Regions from separate parts of the Gossypium hirsutum genome. Here regions 1 and 2 are each linked to region 3. A link is a contact called in public Hi-C data. All regions are on one chromosome and are shown on one strand. The core of a region is the stretch at or near the end of the contact, and the rest is flanking DNA. Distances in the headings are between cores, read along the strand shown. Region 1 holds the start of LOC121205059 (BRISC and BRCA1-A complex member 2). Region 2 holds the start of LOC121204902. Region 3 holds the start of LOC121205796 (cytokinin riboside 5'-monophosphate phosphoribohydrolase LOG1).

Evidence for each region. A called contact is a pair of places that touch in the nucleus more often than the background predicts.
Region 1: a contact with region 3 is called in a Hi-C map of leaf, with 2.0 times the contacts expected there. The contact joins the promoter of LOC121205059 here to the promoter of LOC121205796 in region 3. A contact is called at or near these places in 2 of 34 Hi-C or Micro-C datasets (both in leaf).
Region 2: a contact with region 3 is called in a Hi-C map of leaf, with 1.7 times the contacts expected there. The contact joins the promoter of LOC121204902 here to the promoter of LOC121205796 in region 3. A contact is called at or near these places in 2 of 34 Hi-C or Micro-C datasets (both in leaf).

What each region holds. Positions count from the first base shown.
Region 1 is chrA01:21,899,132-21,901,831 of Gossypium_hirsutum_v2.1, forward strand. LOC121205059 (BRISC and BRCA1-A complex member 2) reads left to right here and starts at 1,289. Exons shown (of 13, transcript XM_041075994.1): 1 at 1,289-1,628; 2 at 1,766-1,856; 3 at 1,944-2,133; 4 at 2,243-2,333. The coding sequence starts at 1,551.
Region 2 is chrA01:21,714,302-21,717,001 of Gossypium_hirsutum_v2.1, forward strand. LOC121204902 reads right to left here and starts at 1,384. Exons shown (of 2, transcript XM_041075712.1): 1 at 593-1,384. The coding sequence starts at 1,360. The coding sequence ends at 605.
Region 3 is chrA01:22,195,546-22,198,245 of Gossypium_hirsutum_v2.1, forward strand. LOC121205796 (cytokinin riboside 5'-monophosphate phosphoribohydrolase LOG1) reads right to left here and starts at 1,409. Exons shown (of 7, transcript XM_041076073.1): 1 at 795-1,409; 2 at 441-538; 3 at 323-353; 4 at 141-240; 5 at 1-66. The coding sequence starts at 908.

The DNA of each region.
Region 1 (2,700 bases), core at 39-2,538, 300 kb before region 3:
ATATTGGATTACTGTTCAAGCAGGATACTACACTTGGTAAAGGTGTTGTTGGGTACGTTGATTCTGATTATGCCGGTGATTTGGACAAACGAAGATCAACCACTGGTTATGTGTTTACTCTTGCTGGAGGACCAATAAGTTGGAAGTCTACACTGCAGTCTACAGTTGCGTTGTCAACCACAGAAGCTGAATACATGGCTGTAACAGAGGCTGTAAAGGAAGCTATTTGGTTACAAGGTATGGTTAAAACCTTGGGATTGGTCCAGGAGCATATTAATGTGTATTGTGATAGTCAAAGTGCTATTCATTTAGCAAAGAATCAAGTCTATCATGCACGTACAAAGCATATCGATGTACGTTTCCACTTTGTGCGGGAAATTATTGATGAGGGGAAAATTCACCTTCAGAAGATTAAGACTGCAGATAATCCCGCAGATATGATGACCAAGGTGGTAACAACAATCAAGTTCGAACATTGTTTGAACTTGATCAATATTCTGCATGTTTAACAGTTGAAGAAGGCACTATCAAGTGTTGTTGACAAAGGCAGAGAGAATTGTGTGAAAATAAGATTACTCGAATCAAATCTTCAAGGTGGAGATTATTGGGAATTATCCATATTTATGGAAAATCAAAGATATGGGTATCAAATAATAGAAAGTCAAAGATATGGGTATCAAATATTGGAAAGTCAAAGATATGGGTATCGAGATATTAGCATAATAAAATCTGAATATTTGCAATATATGGTCCCTAATTGTAAAGTGACTTTGCAAGTTGATCCCTGAACCTCAACTATAAATAGGCATAACCATCTCTCATTTTGTATCTCAAACTTGCCATTCTCTACTTAAGGCATTGTTTTCTCTCTCTCTCTTTGTAAATTCTCACTTGTATTTTGGAGTGAAATATATTTGGTAGTGCCCGAGGACGTAGGCAAAATTTGCTGAACCTCGTTAAATTTTGTGTTCTTTATTGTATTATTCTGCATGAATTGTGTGTGATTGCAGTGATTTATTGTGCTATTAAATTACGATTGAGGGATATTCTGGCTAGGAAAGACCTGATACTTAAGCGATCCTTGTGATCCACCTCTCTTTCCTGGGAATTGAACTTAGTGTGATTTTTTAGTACAATAATTTTACTCTTTTACACGCTTCCGCACAACATACTATTTTGAGTAATGGAGTATAATTTAAATACTATTTATAAAAAAAAAAGAAACAGAAGTAGAATTTAAGAAAAATGAGTATAGTTTAAATATGATGCAAGCGAAATACAAACTTTCACCATAGTCGGGTAATACCGGGTCAGTGTGGCTGATAAGAGGATGCCCGTTGTCATCATATTCTTAAACTTATAACTTAAAAAGTACTGAAACATAAACGGTGGTGATTCACTGGTCACTCCCTTTTTTTTTTCTTTATTGGTCGACCAGTTGATTGCCGGCGCGTAATTCAAAACCCGTCGCCGTAAAATCATCGGCTTTAAGCTTCATCAAAGCAAGAAGCATCGAAGTGATCTCTTTGAGCCTGTTAAAGGAGCTAGGCATGTCTCTCGATGGCTTCCCTCCATTCATTTCAGCTCAGCTCCATTATCTCATCAATCACTTTCCCGACAAAATCAAGGTAATTCTGTCTAACCCTATACCCCCCCATATCTTCAAATTGCCCATTTCAATCAACGACATTAGTTCGATGAAGAGCTAGGGTTCCGTTTTAACAGTAACGAAAGTTTCAATTTCTCTTGTAATTTTGATTTGCAGGTTGAGCAAGTGTTGTCTGGTGGAAAAACCTACACCGGGGGCCTAGATCGATTTACATTGCTTATTCCATATTGCTTAGACTATATTAAATGTCTGTAAGATTTTTAATTGCAAAATGTAAGATTTATCAGTAAAACTGCTTTCTATTTAGATGATATTTTTGTTTACATTGATCCAGGGGATATTATATACAATGCGGAGTTCCCATTGGCTCCACCGGATATAATATTTGGACCTGAAGATGAAGATTTTCACCCATTACACATGACTGGCCGTGTAGGAGAGGGGGACTTGAAGTTTTGGAACATTTTGTCTGATTGGAACTATAAAGACCCGACAAGGCTACTAGCTTTAATTCAGGAATTGAGGTTAGGCTTGATGTTTACTGACACTTGCTATTGCAATGGAAATCAAAATCTTTTATGGTTGTGGGGGGAAAGATAGCCAAAATGTTCATGTTATTTTCTTGTTAAATAGGGACCGGTATATGGCCTACCAGAAGAAACGTGTTGGAGAAGTGGATGATGATAGGTTGACATTTGAGATTAGCACTATTTGTTCACGAGAGGTAATCTCTTGGCATTTGTGTTTGGTTTCTGATGGAGAATGTTTTGAAAATCCTGCTGTGTTGTTTTCTTAACCTGAATTGTGATTCTTTTATAGATATTAGTTGAGGTTAAAGTAACGAATGAGGAAATGTGCAAATTCAGAGACATTTCCTTTACCATTTTTCTCAATGTTTGTTTGTTTAATCACACGAAGTCTGTCCTTAAATGTTGACCATTTTCATGACACATTTAGCCGTAATATACGTCTTTATCCTTAATTTCCTTTCTGCATTTTGTGCATGTCTGTTTCCGTATGTATGAACTGAAAGATAAAAATTTGCCGTCATATAGTTGCATATTGAACTTTTTAGCCTCTTTAGACTCTGT
Region 2 (2,700 bases), core at 134-2,633, 480 kb before region 3:
TAGTTTTGTTTAACTAGATTTATAATTTATGCTGAGGTGGATTAGAATTTGAAATTTTAATATCTATGACTTTAGGTAAAAAGCTAGATTAGGATTTAGGATAGGGTTTAAGATTTCATACAAAATAAAACAATTATATTAATTACAATTAAAGTTAAACATCAATGATTATATTTTTCAAAAATTCTATGGTTGGAATTTAAAAGTAAAATATGCTTATCCCTGCCTCCAACGCAATAAAAAAGCTTTTAAAGATAACAAAAACAAAATTAGGGTTGAGAGGGTGATTGTTTATCATAATTATGCTGTAGAGATATTCAACGTTTCCTTTTCCATTTTGCAGATTTTAGCATGCAGTAGTAGTTGGATCTAGTTTCCCCTGGATTACAAGTTACAACATAATAATAAATGTTTTCATGCAAAACCTTTGTCCTCCACTTCATTTATCACTCAATCCTCTCATTTTCACCAGAAACTTTCATGCAACATTGACTGACTGTTTTATTGACAGTACTAGCTAGTAATACCTAGCTACCAGGTTTCCTCGAATCAGCTGTTAATGGTTACCATTCCCAAAACGAAGAAAACTTACTTTCTCCTTTATTCAAGGGAGACGTAGGAGCCGTCGGAGATTGTCGGTGGCTCCACAGTCGATTCCAGCGGCTCCAGGGTTGCAACTAAGCTTGGATTTTAGCGAAAACTTAGGCAAAGGCAAGCTGCTAGGTGGTGGAGACAGAGGAAAGATAGAACCTGAAAATTCGTCCAAATCCTTTTTGGCATCGTCACCTGCTGCTATGTATGATGATGGTAAAACAATAGGGAGATCATTCGGATCGGATCCTAAAGGGTTAGCGGGTGCCATTGCCATGTCAAAGGACGACTTACTTATGGCTTGTGTTTCTGTTGCCTGTTTTGGCTTTAAATGATTATCTTTCTTCGGCCGATCTTCTACTTTGCCTGCACTGATGATGAGTTGTTTTGATTTTGAGCTTTTTGGTGTTAAGGATTGGTCTCTGATTTTGTTGTTTTTGTTTTTATATGATGAAGAAGAAAGGCTTCGAGTTCGGCAAGGGAGAGACACGTGGAGAGGTTTAGTAGGCGTTGGAAGTGGGAGGAGAGGTGGTTGCAGCCGTGGCGGCAGCAGGTGGTGATTTTGATATAATAATATCGGGTTGAGAATGGAAGGTGAAGGAGGATAAGAGAAGGTGAGAGACGATGGTGGAGGAAACAAAAGGCCTCCGCCATGGATGGTGCATGTTGAAGCTAAGTATTCACTTTGTTTTGAAACAAAATTAACTCTAATGTTTCTCTTTGGAATGTTGTTTAATTGGTTGTAAGGAGACATGGAAAAATCATCCATAACATCGCCTTTAATTTGTTTAACTCTGTGTGCCTTATTTTATAGAAGCCCATAACCTTTGCACTTAACAATTTCTGTAATATTAGTATTTAATTATATCGTGTTTAAGTTAACATAACATTATTGGTTTACTTAACCTTCACATGTTTCAACTATTTTATTATATTCTCTATTTCTTTACATTTTTCTTTTACTATTTTTCTAATTTACCGACAAACGATTGCAAACACTGTTGCCTGGGCGGCAGCCGCCGATTCGATGTTGACCGATGGATCCTCTAATTTGATGTAGCCGTCATCACTTCCTCGGGGAGGTCTGGTTTGACCGGACAGGGAAAAGGATCTAAGCCATACACGTAGTCTGATTTGGTGGGACCACAGTTATTTTCTTTTTAGGATTAATTTAACTTTTTCGGTAAAAGTACACTATCAATTACTTAACTGACTCTAAAAATAAAACAGTTATTAAATTTTTAATTCAATCACTAAATTAAAAAAAAAAAAAACAAGACCTATCATTTTCCGTCTTTCTCTTTTCTCTCTCATCTCCATCTCCATCTCCCTACCACTGCTCTCTTATTCCTCTCTCTTTTCCCCCACCATCCCTCCCCCTTACTCCGATTCTCTCCCTCTACCCCTTTGTACCTCCCTCCTACTTCGACCCTCTCCCTCTCCCCCCACAGTCTCTTTTCCTTGCTTGCATCGACCAAATTGCTTCTAAATTATTTGCTACAAATTGTCAATTGAAATGCTCCCAAAATAGTTGCTGCCCACCGTTTATACCAGTTGCCATTTGATCCAATTTCAATCATCAAATAGACTAAATAGTTTACTAAAAAGCCTTCAATGTGCTTTAAATAAGCTGCTTCGTTGACCTGCTTGCTTGCTCTCTAATTCACTTTCGGTCGAACAAGTATTTGCTACCCATTGCACCGACCATTGCTTCAAAAAGCCTGCTGGTTAGCCAAATTTCTTCCACCGATCAGCCTTGATATAGTGGCTACTAATTACTGTTCCTTCTCACCGATTGCTCCAATTAATTGCTTCAAATTGATGTCGTAATTTCATCCAATTTGCTGCCCCAAATGCTTGAACTTGTTGCTAGATATTTCTTTTTTCCTGTAAGAAAAATTTAGGAGAGGGTTAGCAGAGGAAAAGGTACGGTGGGAGAGTGAAGGGGAGGGATGGTGAGGAAGAGGGAGAGGGATGAGAAAGCGGTGGAAGGGGGAAGGAGACGAGAGGGAGGGGGAGGGGGAGGGGGACAGAAAATGACAGCTCTCTATTACATCTGTAATAGAAAATGGGTATGGTGATTAATTTATTATTATTCTAAAATTTAGT
Region 3 (2,700 bases), core at 159-2,658:
TGTCATGGATTCCTAGCTGAGCCCAAGTGATCACTTCCAGGAGTTCTTCCAAGGTTCCATAACCACCTGGGAGTTGAAATAAAATCAAATTTTGGTAATTAAAAACAAAATTGGGATTTTACAAAAACAAACTAACAAACCTGGTAAGGCAATAAAGGCATCAGCTTGACGAGCCATTTCAGCTTTACGTTGGTGCATTCCTGATACAGCTCTTACTTCTCCCACGGTCTCGCCTGTTATCTGAAATTAAACAATCCAAATTTTTATAAAAGGTTTTTGATAATCAACAGGAGACGCAAGTTCAATTAGTGTTGATTTTTACCTCTCTTGGCATCAGTGTCTTGGGAATTACCCTACAGGGAATTGAAAGAAAGGGGTTATAATTATAGTCCCTGGCCTGCAACTGAAACTTCAAACTGTAGAATAACAATATAATTTACCCCAACACGTGGCGGCCGCCATCAAAGACAGCTTGAGAGACGAGCCCCATCAAGCCAATGCTTCCTCCACCATAAACCAAGTCAATGTCCCTTTCAACCTGCACGTTTTATTTTATCCATTATTAAAACTTTACGTCTTTAATTCCCTGCAATTACTCCTTTACATACGGTAAACCACACTATTTTATTCGTTTCAGCTTTTCCACATTAATTTCCTCCTCTATTCCAAACCATCACGGAGCAAATCAGACGATGACTTTACAACTCATCAGCCGTAGATACATATAATCAAAACTCAAACTGCAAAACAAGTTTTCTCAAAGTAAAAGAGAAGAACCCAGAATTTATATGTACCAGTTGTTGGCCAAGTTGAATAGCAGCAAGCTGGTAGCTAGGATTCTTGCCAGGACTGCTACCACAGAAGACGCATACACGCTTGAATCTTGAATTGTGGTGATGATTTTCCATAATAGGAAAGGCTTCAAATAGTAATTCTGGTTCCTGTTTGCTCAGTGCAACAAGAGTCAGCAGCAAACTGTTGAGAAATCAAAGGCCAAAAGTACAGGGAGGAATGAAAGAAAATGGTGTGATGGTTTGCCATTTTATATATGAAATCACACTGAATGCCCCCCATTGCCCCACTATCCAACACATCACCTCCCTACGTCCCTGTCAAACTCTCTTCTCATCACAAACACTGTGCAGGCTCGGTTGAGCTATCATTTTATTCTCTTTGTAATTTCATCCCTCCCCTTTCCCTTGTTTTGTGGATTCAACTACGCCTTAATTCACGATAGTTTCTCACTGATTTAAATTAAAATGGCTCACTCGCACACTTATCTAAGATGATCAACTCCAACAACCAATAAACACTAGCTTATACTCCCCAAATCTATTTACTCCTTCATTCCCACTCTATATCATATATATATAAAATATCATTTTGCATGATGATCTATTCAATGTTTTAATTTAGGCATTAATATATCAAATGTAAAAAAAATAAATTATACTCTTTATCTTTTTCTGTTACACTATAATCCCCATCGTAGTTTTTTTTAAAAAAAAAAAGAGAAGATTTCATATTTTCTAATAAATATCATTATTATCTGTACAAATAATAAAATATTAGATTAATTTGATTTCACAAATTACTAGATACCAATTTAATTGAAAAAATTATCAAATCACCCCTAATTAAGAAAATACAATAATTTTTATCTTATTAAATTCAAAAAAGATATAACCAACAAATTTATTATGTAAAAAAAACAACATTCACATACCCATTATTATTTATGTAGTTTCTCATCATTATAAAAAGTCCATTTCCTTTTCTTTTTTTTAATAAAGGGAAATACTGTCATTTATGTATGATATATTATTTTCTTAAAGGCAATTTTTTTAGTGTGATAAATTTTAATATAAATTAATTGAATTAAAAAATATAGAGAGAATATAATTTGACAAGCTTTTAATTAAAATGATTGGATAAGACTAATGGAAGAAATTAGTCTTTAATTCGAAATATAGTGATTTAGAATAAAGTATTGACGTGACAACACTTTTATATAGGAATATGAAAGACAAAAAAGGGATTAAACAAAATCAGAGATAGCTCCACCACACTTTTTCTCATTTAAAAAAAAAATCAAAATCTTTAGCCGAGGATCTTGGCTTAAAACAACATGGTAATCAAACATTATCTTAGAATAAACAGTTTGAATTTTGGAATTTGGTCTCATTTGTTTCTGTGGGGTTGAATTAACCTTTGGAAATGAAAAAAAGAAAAACAATTTGTGCAGTGGGACAATAATTAATTGTTCAATAATTTCTGAGAGAGAGAAGTTTGTCCTCTGATAGTAAATGTCCCACAAGCTGGAGATTATATATAATCTGCCCATGTTAATTATGTAAGAAAAAACTAAATGTTTGACAATGAAAACAGGCTGCCTGCAAACTAAGAAAAATTGCAAAATTGATGATGAAGGTGGGAGGGAGATCTTGGAAATTGAGGATTGGAAATTGGAGAAAAAGAAATTATTAGATTTCATTTTTTTTAAAAAAAATTAGGAACAAGTCGAATTGTGGACACGTGATACCATGAATTCTAGTCTGTCCCACTAGGACAACTATATGATCAAAGAGGCCGAAAGGTATTAAGGAAGGTTCCAAGTGTACGTGCACATGTATTAACTCCTCGAAAATAAAATGACTTAAAAACAACTCTAAAAAAACGATTTACAACAGTTGGGTATCC